Regions from separate parts of the Drosophila melanogaster genome. Here region 1 is linked to region 2. A link is a contact called in public Hi-C data. All regions are on one chromosome and are shown on one strand. The core of a region is the stretch at or near the end of the contact, and the rest is flanking DNA. Distances in the headings are between cores, read along the strand shown.

The links. A called contact is a pair of places that touch in the nucleus more often than the background predicts.
Region 1: a Hi-C map of the Kc167 cell line shows a contact between it and region 2, with 1.8 times the contacts expected there. A contact is called at or near these places in 5 of 107 Hi-C or Micro-C datasets (the Kc167 cell line, embryo, eye imaginal disc and 1 more).

What each region holds. Positions count from the first base shown.
Region 1 is chr2L:20,733,100-20,738,748 of dm6, reverse strand. It overlaps Fs(2)Ket (Female sterile (2) Ketel), which reads right to left and starts at 3,838. Exons shown (of 7, transcript NM_001259182.2): 1 at 3,659-3,838; 2 at 3,319-3,496; 3 at 2,405-2,646; 4 at 1,303-2,331; 5 at 308-1,234; 6 at 1-245. The coding sequence starts at 3,376. It overlaps TM9SF2 (Transmembrane 9 superfamily protein member 2), which reads left to right and starts at 4,440. Exons shown (of 5, transcript NM_001273708.1): 1 at 4,440-4,823. The coding sequence starts at 4,686.
Region 2 is chr2L:18,829,692-18,835,450 of dm6, reverse strand. ScpX (Sterol carrier protein X-related thiolase) reads right to left here and starts at 4,222. Exons shown (of 5, transcript NM_079976.6): 1 at 4,065-4,222; 2 at 3,405-3,728; 3 at 3,155-3,345; 4 at 2,207-3,090; 5 at 1,821-2,146. The coding sequence starts at 4,109. The coding sequence ends at 1,956. It overlaps CG17597, which reads left to right and starts at 4,298. Exons shown (of 5, transcript NM_001299137.1): 1 at 4,298-4,597; 2 at 4,694-4,911; 3 at 4,991-5,314; 4 at 5,374-5,564; 5 at 5,715-5,759. The coding sequence starts at 4,867. CG10600 reads left to right here. Exons shown (of 8, transcript NM_136069.4): 8 at 1-1,741. The coding sequence ends at 953.

The DNA.
Region 1 (5,649 bases), core at 2,589-5,088, 1.9 Mb before region 2:
GAAGTGCACAGATCGCCAATGAAGCCAGCGGCACTGGCCAACATTGAGTCGGACACGTCGCCCTCCTGAGCGATGCGCTTGATGAACGAAATAATGTGCATCAGGTGGGGCTCCATGTGCATAACGTCTGTATGGGCAGTCTGGTCAACGCCCTTAAGGCCCTGGATGATGCCAGTGTAGGCTTCAAGGATGCTTTCACGCAGCTCGTTGATGTATTCGTTCATATCGAAGTTGTTGGCGTCCGTCTGAAAATGATTATAGAAAGTGTTAACGATTCCCTCATATACCATTCGTGTTGTAACCTAACCTGCAGATTGGACGCAACGCGCAACATATCTAGGACCATGCTCAAATATGGCAGGAAGTGGTTGCCAATGCTCAACGCAATATCTCCGAAAGCAGACAGAACCTGGGGCTTGACGGTTCGATGGATAGTCGGCTCCGTTAGATTGTTTATCAATACGGTCATAATTTCGTTGGAATAGGGCACCATTAGGTCCTTAAGGGCGCGGAAAATGTCGCCGGTGAGACCAACAGCTGCGCAGCAGACCTGGTACTCCTGGAAGTTCTTCAGACCCATGACGAGGAAGTCCTTGAAAGCGGGCATGTACTTGGCGAACTGAGCTCCCAAAAGCTCAACCAATGTCGAAACGGCAAGGAAGGCCTCCTCCTGCACTACACCCGACTTTCCAGCACTTGAATTGAACATGGTCAGCAGAGCGGTCATAATGGCATCGGAAATTTGAGGCGCATCCTGCTCGTGGACCTTTCTCAAAACGCTTTGCAGAGTGGCGCACAGAAGCGATTGTAGATCGTTGAACTGATGACGATCGCTGTGATTGTTAATCTGCGTTTCCATCTGCATCACCTGGTTCAAGCGCTCCAAAATCACCAGCGTGGTGCGCTGGACCACCAAGTAGCAATCCAAGGGAGAGTTCTTGATCATATCCATAAGTGCCTGATAAGCAGCACATCGCAAATTGGCTTGAGCTCCGTCCGATCGATCAGTGGTCTCCAGCAACTGGGTAATGATGTACTCAAAGTACGGGGACAGGGCGTACGTCTCCGGAGTCTCTCCGTCGTTGGTGACCGCTGCCTCCCAAGCTGCATCGGAAAGTCCAATGAAGGCCCAACACACGTTGGCTGCTACACGCGGCTCTGACTTTAGGCTCTTCACGAAGCACTCCAAAAGCGTTTGAAGATATGTCTCGTTGATAGCCGCCTCGGGAATTATCTGTCAGGAAAAAGCAGTAGAAGGTTAGTATGACAATATGAATCACCTTAAAAATCACCACTACGCACATCGCAAATACGTCCGAAGGTCCAGGCGATGGTATCGCGCACGATAACGCTGGAGTCGTACATCAGTCGAATGAGCGTGGGCATGGCTTGCTCCACGAGCGGCTTTAAGGTATTGGTCTCCAATCCATTCAGCACGGAGCCGAAAGTCATTACCGCTGCGTCGCGGAATCGCCAATTAGGTGACTCGATGTTCTCCTTGATGAAGGGAAGCACATGTGGCACGATCTCGTCCTCGCAACATGTGGCCAGCACCATGAGGCAAACGGAGGCGGCCTTCGCCGGGCTCCAGGTGTCCTCGTCATCGCACTCGTCCTGCTTGGTTAATTTCTCGACGAGCACAGGCGTCAGGAACTGCAGAGCACCTCGAGCATAGTGCTTGGACACTCTCTGCGGAGCGCGGCCCTGATCAGTGGCCTCCTGGCTTTCGATGGCCAGATCTATCTCCTCATCGCAGACGTTCGACCAGAACTCTATGCCCTGCAGCGCTACAGCATCGTTATCAGACTTCATGGCCGCCAAAGTAATAGGGAAAAGAGCCTGTGCCATGTAGGGCTCCATGTACTGGTAATAAAGGGTCATAATCTTCACCAGGCACTGCAGAGCGGCAACGCAGATTTGCGAGTCCTGGCACTGAGTGGCCTCGCACACCACCTCCATGATGAAGTTGCGCTCCATGTCTTTCTCAAAGTTCGATTTGGTGAACTCCAACGAGTTGTGAAGGGCCGTGGTGGCCGCCAAGCGTACATGATTGCTCGGCTCTACCTTTCTCATGCCGTGAATAATAGCAGTCAGCACATCGTTCGACTGGTTCTCCATGACGCCGAAACGAATGTCCTGGCAAATGTAGCCAATGGCCTCCAGCGCCGACTCGCGATGCATCTCGCTGGATCCTTCGCTGACCACCTTGTTCACCAGTGTCTGGATGAGCATGGGCCAGCGGTTTATCGGCAGCTCAATCACGGCCACATAGGCCACGCACTGGGCGGCGCAGGAGGGTCGGGTGTTCTCGGTACCCAAAGCAGCCAGGATCTGAAAGTAAGTCGCAGTTATTCAGTGCCAATTGTACAAGTCATATGTTTCAACATCAGCGTATGTAACTTACGTTATTCTTGATCAACTCGCGGATCTCGCTGGGAAACTGATGCCAGCGATCCTGGTACTGTTGGCTGACCTTCTCGTCCTTGCTGGTCAGGTGGTTCTTCAGCTGGAGACCGGCTGCCATTCGCGCCACCGCACTGTTGGCCGTGTTCACCAGTATCTCTGACAGCGCCTTGAGAAACTCGGGCAGGTTGCTGGCCGCCGCCTGCTCCAGAAAGTTCTTCGCCGATAGCAGCTCATTTTTGTCTGAAAATGCGTCATTTGGTTGGTTAGACATTTTTAATTTCCAATTATGTCAACGAAAGATTTTATTTGTGGGCCTACACACGCCCACCATTTTGGGTCGGCTTAAAGCTTTGGTATCAGGCCATTGAATTTTACAACAATTGACTTTTGGGAATGTGAAGGCAAGATAGGAACTTTTAGGCAAGGCGTATATAGTGAGAATATTGTTTAATAAGAATACAATAGATGGTGAAAGAAGTGTGTGCATATGAAGAGCTAAGCAGTAAGGTCTAGTAATGAATTGTAGCGGTGGAGCATAAAATCTTCAGGCAAGGGGCAAGTTTGCAGGCATTCCTTATCAGCAACCGGAAGAACTGGCCGCCAAGCATACGGTGGTGACTCCGAAGCGACGCCTCATCGATTCCTAGAGTTAGTGAGGTTATGTCGCAGGCGGTTCGTACATCCTTAATTGTAGGAGCGCAAGCATTGCGAATACATACAGACGCGCCGCCAAGTTTCCCTTGGAGTATGTACGTGGATGCACATGTGTGCGGAGGCCCCTAGCAACCAAACATATGCGAGCGCCTATTGCAACCCTGCGCAACATATAACGCGCGTCCCTCCCGCCAATCGAAGAAAAATCCATATTTTTCGGATCTATACACACACGTTTGTAGCAGTGGGGAAACTCACCTGGCGACACCGTCTTTTCCAAAATGGCAATCAATTGCATGGCGATATCGGAAGTCATGTCTTCGCTCTTTTCCTCTCTATATGATTTCTACTTCACTTTCCGTTTCTTTCTGCAGCTCGTGCGTCTGTGTGGGTGATGGAATTTTTGCGTAATTACTAGACAACACTAGTCTGTCGGCTGCAAATGGTGGAGACAAAAGAGTTAAAGTTATTGGGCTGCTCCGCTGAAGCTGGCGATTTTATTTCGACAGGTTGCAACACCTTGATTGTCAAAAGAATTGATTTTTTCGCACACACGCACACAACAAGCGCGTTCAGTAGAACTCTTCATTCTACTCACATTGTTGTTTGGTTATTTTTCGGGAACGGTAAAAAAGCGCGGGATTCCTAACGGCGATTTTCTTAGTTATTATTATAAGCCTATTTAATGGTGGCAGAACCTTTATCTGCTCTTCGGGAAGTGCAGGCAATATATTTCTTGTGTCTCCGATTTGAAATAGAGCTGAAACGAATGTCGATTTTTATTTGATAGCACTGAGTTTCGATGAAAAAGGCGACACCTATTCGATTGCTTTATTCGAACTATCGATAATTTTTAAATCTAATAACGTATTAATTAAATATTCTTAAATGCGTAGGAAATGTGCAACCATTTGACAAAATATATTATTAGTCAGGAACGATAAGACCAAAATACTTACTACTTGTATTAAAACGCGTTTGCCTCCCCAAAAATCAATCGTTAAATTTGAATGATTGTGCTTATCGAAAATTTTCATATTCAAAGATAAGCACGGAAGCAAAACCTCGAACGAACTAAATAATCGAATACTTTGACTTAAGAGTCGTAGGTAAAAAACTAACAAATGAACAAAATTTGATTACTATATTAAGAAACAGTGGATAAAAATAGTAATATCTTAGAAGTATCACACGTATACGTGTGTATATTGGTTGCATTCGCTTACTGAACAGGGGAATTAATTAATTTAAATATAAAAGTTTATTAAGTCTACCAAATTTCGTTTTGCACGTAATAATAATAAGAGCTAAAGGTTTTCGCGGTAATATTTAGCTTTGCAAATGCTGGTAGTTTTTTTGTCAGCCAGTTGGCAGCCCTCTCAGCTGTACTAGGTGGCAACGCTGCTACAGTGCTGACGTTCGGCAAAAAAGAGGAAACGTAGTAAAAACACTCGAAAAACTCCGTATATTCCGATAAATATCCAGATAGTACGGTTTGTGCGTGGCCCGCCGATCCGGAAAGTGTGGCAGAGAATCGCGGACACGGCCACGTTGTGATTACAACCCGTACAAGTAAAGGAAGAAGGTCTGCTACTCCTGCCGTTCGTTGGTTACCCCAATTCGAGATGATCCTGCTATCCGGACTTCTGCCGCTCCTGGGCGTCGTTCTCTTGCACCTTGCGACCCCGACACAGGCCTTCTATCTGCCCGGACTGGCACCGGTCAATTTCTGCAAGAAAACCGACGTCTCATCCACATGCAAGGTAGGTGTATACGTATGTGCAGAAGTGCAGATGTACATATGTACGTAGATAGTGGGTGTGTTTGCCCCACGCCCGCCACAATTAGCAAAGGCACTGGAACTAGTTATGTACATTGGTTCTATATTCCTCTAATGGTGGTCACAGGCGGAAGCACTGATAAGCGCAGTAACTAGTTATATGTGGGGTCCATATGTGGCCCTCTATCTCAACTTCTGCTGACGTTGCCTACGCCAGCTCTCTTTCCTAGCGACAGCTAGATGGGAGTTCTAATGTTGGTTCAGCTGGCTCGCGAATGCGATTTCGGGGGCTCCCGACCTTAAGAATCTTAACATAGTGGCGGCTAACCAATAATTGAACCAGGGAACGCGGTTAGCTTGTCATGCTTCCTTGCATTATGTTTGGGTTATTTTCTTTTTAGTAATAATAGTATAACACAATAACAATATAAATTCAGGACAAAGTATAATTTTTAGTTTGATATCCCAAATAGATGGGGTTAGCCCTTTTAAAAGATGACCTAACTATTGGATGATAAAGCGTGAGCTATTGGTTTTGTTTGCTTCATCTTATCTTTAAACAAATCTAAACAACTTTTTAATATACCCGTAGGTCAAGAAATCCTAATCGGTTTATACGCCCTTAAATTAGACGTTGCCCAATGATAAGAATTAATTAAGGTGTTTCACATTCAATTGTTTCTAACAATCTAAGAGAGCTTTTTGATAAGATAAATTTCTAAGAACCCAAAGTAAAAGCAAATTACGGGGTCAAATTATCGAACGCATTTGCAAACTTTTGGAATTTTTACCAAACTTTAATAATTATT
Region 2 (5,759 bases), core at 2,973-5,472:
CAACTGCACTTCCACTGAAATCTACACCCTCCTCTGCGCCACCTACGTGCACTCTTCCTGTAGCTGCGCCGCCTATCCTGTCAGGACTGCCACCGCCACTCGTGCCTCAGACGCCTTTCATTGATCGTCTAAATCAAAAGGAGCCCGAGATCAAGATCGAAGTAAAGATTGTCTCCGACAGTAAAAGTGATATCAGTACCTCCAATCCAGTTGTGTCAACAACAGCCCCACCACCGCCGCCACCTCCGGATCCGGTTGAAGATGTGGGTAACGAGCTAATTGTGGAGAGCACACCCCAATTGATCGTTGACCACGAAGAGGAGGTCTCTGAAGTGTGTTCCGAGGAGATTGTCGAAATGGATATACCGATACCCAAAGAACCAGTCCCAGCTGCTGCTTTTACATCATTGCCTAATACTCCGTCACCACTTATTAGTGCTCACTCCACTCTGGCTACTGCGCCCATACCAAAATCTTTTCTCCATCCACCAGTACCAATTGTAGCTGCACCCGCTCCTCCGCCACCCAGTCAAATTGTGAAAGTGGTACTCCCAGGCTCTTTGACGCCTCTTACCAGAATGTCAGTGGTTTTGCCACCCTTGCCGCCATTACCACCATCACGGACATCTGCACCGCCACCGCCGCCGCCTCCTCCGAGCACCAAAAGCAGTGCTATCACAATGCCCATATCAGCCCCAGTTTCCACGTTGAAACCCACCTACAAAACCATTAATTTGCCCTCCCACAAGATTATCATCGCAGGCTCCGCGGCGGGAAGTCGAGTCTCGATGGCAAAGGGCACGTCGAAGAGACCTGATTTATTGGGATCCATCATAGCCAGCATGGACAAGCCAGCGGGAAGTGGACCCAATAGCAACTCCTCATCATCGACATCCTCGGCAACAACGAATAGTTCGCTCTCCTCTTACGCCGGTTCCAACAATAGCTTTTGAAACTGGGAAAAGAAATGGACGGAAAGCGAGAGTAGAGGCTCCTATTTGGACTTTATGTGAAACTATATATTTTGTAAATTTAAAAGCACTCGTTATTACGTTAAACGGATTTCGAGTAGCTGAATCCTTTAAAGGAAGATCTCAACTCTGAAAGGGATTTCAATACTTACTGAAGGTTGGCCATACAATTATATATTTTTAAGTGGTGCGCCAAACTTCCGTATATCATGTTTTACATTCTGCAGGAGTCGCTATTATACCATTTATTTTGAAAATTGTTATTCCTTGTTCTGCGATATTGAGCAGCCACAGTTTTGTGCGAACTGAGTGAAATCTCATCCAGTGCCCAGAGATCTTCCTTTGTATATAGCCAAAAGCTTATATGTAGTCCTAAACTTCACATACAAACACCCTTATATTTGATAACGAAACATAGGTTTATAAGCTAAATATGCGGCACTTGATAGAAATGTAGTTTTTTAATTTATTTACACCACCAACCACACCGCAAGCACTTTTTAGATACAACAATTGAAAGTTTTTTAATGCAGGCTGGTACACTGAGCTGTTATAGTGTGTATTTTTAAAAGGCATGCACCTATTGGCCAGAGACACTCGTTCTCCTTATAACAATACATTTAAAGGTCCCAGTTTGATTTCCTTCTCAACAACTTTTTTGAAAAGTGTTTTAAAAGTGCGTAGAACAATACACACATTGATAATTACTATATATATATATACCATATATAACTTTAGGACTAAGACAGCTTACACGTTGAAGAAACAATAAAGATTCGGATCGTACAAAATTAGAAAATGCTTTTGATTAAATTAATTTGGCAAACCCCAAAAAAAAAATTAATCTTTCGATTACGAAAATAACAGTTTAATCTAGAGAAATAATACAAAAGTCGTATAAAAAGCGTATGCTGGATATATTCATATAACTAGGTTTAACAGATCCAAAGCCACCAAGATGCTGCATTGCACAAGAAGAGGAGCCTATAGCTTGGAGCGCAGCTCCTCGATCCTGCCTTGGGCGGATCGCTGCAGGTCCATCAGTTTCATGGCAAAGCCCATGTTGCCCTGGATCTTGATCTTGCCCTGGAAAAAGGCCTTCTGTGGTGGCAGCTTTCCTGTTAGCAGCTCAAAGACATCATCGTCGCTAATGATAAAGGTAACGTCACATTTTTCTGCAATAGAAAACCGAACACAGTATCAGTAATTTGCTTTATAAAGTGGAATGTGCTCACGTGTTCCATTGAAGATGATCTTTCCCTTGCCCTGCTTGGCATCAATTACCCAGAAACCGGTCTGTCCATTGGGTCCGTTGTTGACCTTAAAGCCGTAAATGGCGCGCACCTTTTCGATCAGATTGTCCTTATCCTCCTGCATGGCCTGCTCCAATAGTTTCAGCAGGGGCGCAACCTTAAAGCCATCCTCACTGGTAGCAGCCTTGCCCGCAGCGGTCAGATTGCGAACCACGCTGTTGGCAGCTGGGAAACCCAGACGATACAAGGCAACCACAACGGCACCACCCAGTCCCAGATTGTGCTGCAAAGCCAACTGAGCATTGGGCACCTGGCGCTTCTCAGCCAATCCACGGAGCTGCCAGCAGAGCTCAGCACATTGTGCCAGACCCGTGGCGCCCAGAGGATGGCCCTTCGAGATCAGACCACCACTGGGGTTGACCACGAACTTGCCACCGTAGGTGTTGTCTCCAGCGTCGATGAACTCGCCGGCGTTGCCCTCTCCACACAGTCCAAGTGCCTCATACGTGATCAACTCGTTGGCCGAGAAGCAATCGTGCAGTTCCACAACCTGGACATCCTGGGGCTTGTACCCACTCTTTGCGAACAGACGCTGGGTGGCCAGACGGGTCATATCGGTTCCAGCAATCTTCATCAAGCTCTTGTCGGCAAAGGTGGACGCCGGGTCACTGGCCATCTCCATGCCTACAATTTCGACAGCCTGCTTTTCCAATCCGTGGCGACGCACGAAGGCCTCGGAGGCGAGAATGGCAGCTCCAGATCCATCGGAAGTGGGACAACACTGCAGCTTGGTCAGCACTCCCTCCACAACCTGGGGCGACTTCATAATCTGCTCCAGGGTGTATTCATCGCGGAACTGCGAGTAGCTAAGCGGATGAAATATGTCCGAAGATTAGATAAGGCATTGCAATGATTATAGTTAACTCTTACGGATTATTGACGGAGTGCTTGTGGTTCTTCCAAGCGATCTTGCCGAAATGCTCGGGCTTAGTGCCATACTTCTTCATGTGCTCCTTGCCGGCATTGCCGAAGATCTGGGCAGCCATTGGGCCAGCTCCGATCTCGGCCAGCTCACCCATCTCGGTGATGTGACGCTCCATGGGATTGGCGCGATCAAAGTACTATTAGAGAGTAAAATATTGGATTAGTAATCGGTTTTTTAAGGAATGCAATCTTGTACCTTGGAGGACAGGGATCCACGCTCCATCTTTTCAAATCCCAAAGCCAGGACGCAATCTGCGTTTCCGCTCTCCACGATCTGCTTGGCCAAATACAAAGCACTGGATCCCGTGGAGCAGTTGTTGTTGACGTTATAGACCGGAATGCCGGTCATTCCGACCTCGTAGATGGCCCGCTGTCCGCAGGTGGAGTCTCCATAAACGTAGCCGGCCACCGCCTGCTGCACTTCCTCGTACTTGATGCCCGCATCCTGGAGAGCTTTTGTGATGGCCTCCCTAGCGAAATCCGGGTAGCACACATCAGCTTGGCGACCGGGCTTCTCGAACTGCAGAGGGAACACGAAAGCAGGGTTTTTGTTACCAGATTCTCAGAGATTGACATGGTCAGCCCAGTGTAATAAAATCCTAATCGTGCCACTCCAGGGGGCAAAGGACTGATTCTGATAGTCGTTATAATAATTATATTTATGATAATAGCATGGGGACAAAATCATTCGAGAGCAGATTAGCGTACGAAGTGCAGCGCAGTTCAAAGTCCGGCAATCGCTTAAGATTGCTCAATATTAAAGCTAATTGCAAGTTACCAAAGCTGCTCTTTGAATTCTTTGTCTTGGTTTTGTTTATGTTTATCCTCTCAGATGGCTAATTCGTGGAACACACACCTTGGTCATGCCCACACCGACAACGTACACACGGGTCTTCGACATTTTGCAGCTACAGGATCGCGAGTAAAACAGGTAATACCACAACTAGTGCTCAAGAGCAATTAACTAAATGTTAAAATGAATGGCGATTGTTGGCGATATTAGGAGGCTTAAGCCTTCATACGACTGAACCTATCGGGCTATCGATACCGATTTCCACAGGGTGACCACATTGCCATAACAAAAAATTTAGGGAAGCGAATATTCAAGTACGCGCCCTGCGTACATATGTGCAGCCCTGAATAAAGTGAATGCAGTTTATTTTTTTTATACAAATAAATATCTATAAGAAATTGAAATAGCCATAAAAACCAAGTCAATGGAAAAATTCGACCATTAAATGAGTTATTTTTTGCAACGCTCATGGCCTCTTATTTGAGTCCACAGTTTTGGAGGCATTGAAAAATATCAAAGCGGTGTATCATAGCTGGTAGCCCTGTTGATAGTGCTGTCATATTTAGCGCTTTTAAACTTATAAACAAACAAGGAAAGTGCTCTTATAAGCATTATTACATTATTATTAGACTTTCTAAAAGATAGAGATTCCCACCAAATGCTTATGTTGTATGCACGTTTCTCGTTTACAGATGCATATTTATGAACTGCATAGAAGGTGAACAACAAATTTAACGGGAAACAAGCTGAACCGACAGATCTAGCCTTATCATATCTATCGTATATAAGTCCGCAACCTGTTGATCCACTTCAGTCGATACAGAAAGTCCAATCCGTGATCCCGCAAAGAACCAACAGCCGAAAAATGACCAAGACCAGAGTTTACGTTATCGGAGTTGGCATGACCAAGGTTCGTCTGCGAATGATTGACCTTTGTGCCGCCTTGGGTGTTAATATCTATCCGACCATCTCCTTCCAATTTCCTGCAGTTTGAGAAGCCCGGTCGCCGAGCTGATGCTTGCTACCCGGACTTCGCCAAAGAAGCCATCACCAAAGCTCTCCAGGATGCGGGAATCAAGTTCGAGGAAGTGCAGCAGGCGGTGGCCGGCTACGTTTATGGAGACTCCACCTGCGGACAGCGGGCCATCTACGAGGTCGGAATGACCGGCATTCCGGTCTATAACGTGAACAACAACTGCTCCACGGGATCCAGCGCACTGTATTTGGCCAAGCAGATCGTAGAGAGCGGAAACTCCGAATGCGTCCTGGCTCTGGGATTCGAAAAGATGGAGCGTGGATCATTGTCCGCAAAGGTACACGAGTCCACTTCTAAAAAATCCAATTACTGATCCATTATTTGCTCTTCTAATAGTACTTTGATCGCGCAAATCCCATGGAGCGCCACATCACCGAGATGAGTGAGCTGACCGAGATCGGGGCTGGTCCAATGGCTGCCCAGATCTTCGGCAACGCCGGCAAGGAGCACATGAAGAAGTATGGCACTAAGCCCGAGCATTTCGGCAAGATCGCTTGGAAGAACCACAAGCACTCCGTCAATAATCCGTAAGTTTAGTCGAAAGTTCACCTTACGCGTGTGCTTATCTTATCGCTGAAAACAGAGAAATAAGTAGACCGTAGACCGTCAACCACTCGGTATTGCATGCAGCTGATCCTCATTCACGCCACTTCATTTCTCTCCATTGTTTCTTTTAGCTACTCGCAGTTCCGCGATGAATACACCCTGGAGCAGATTATGAA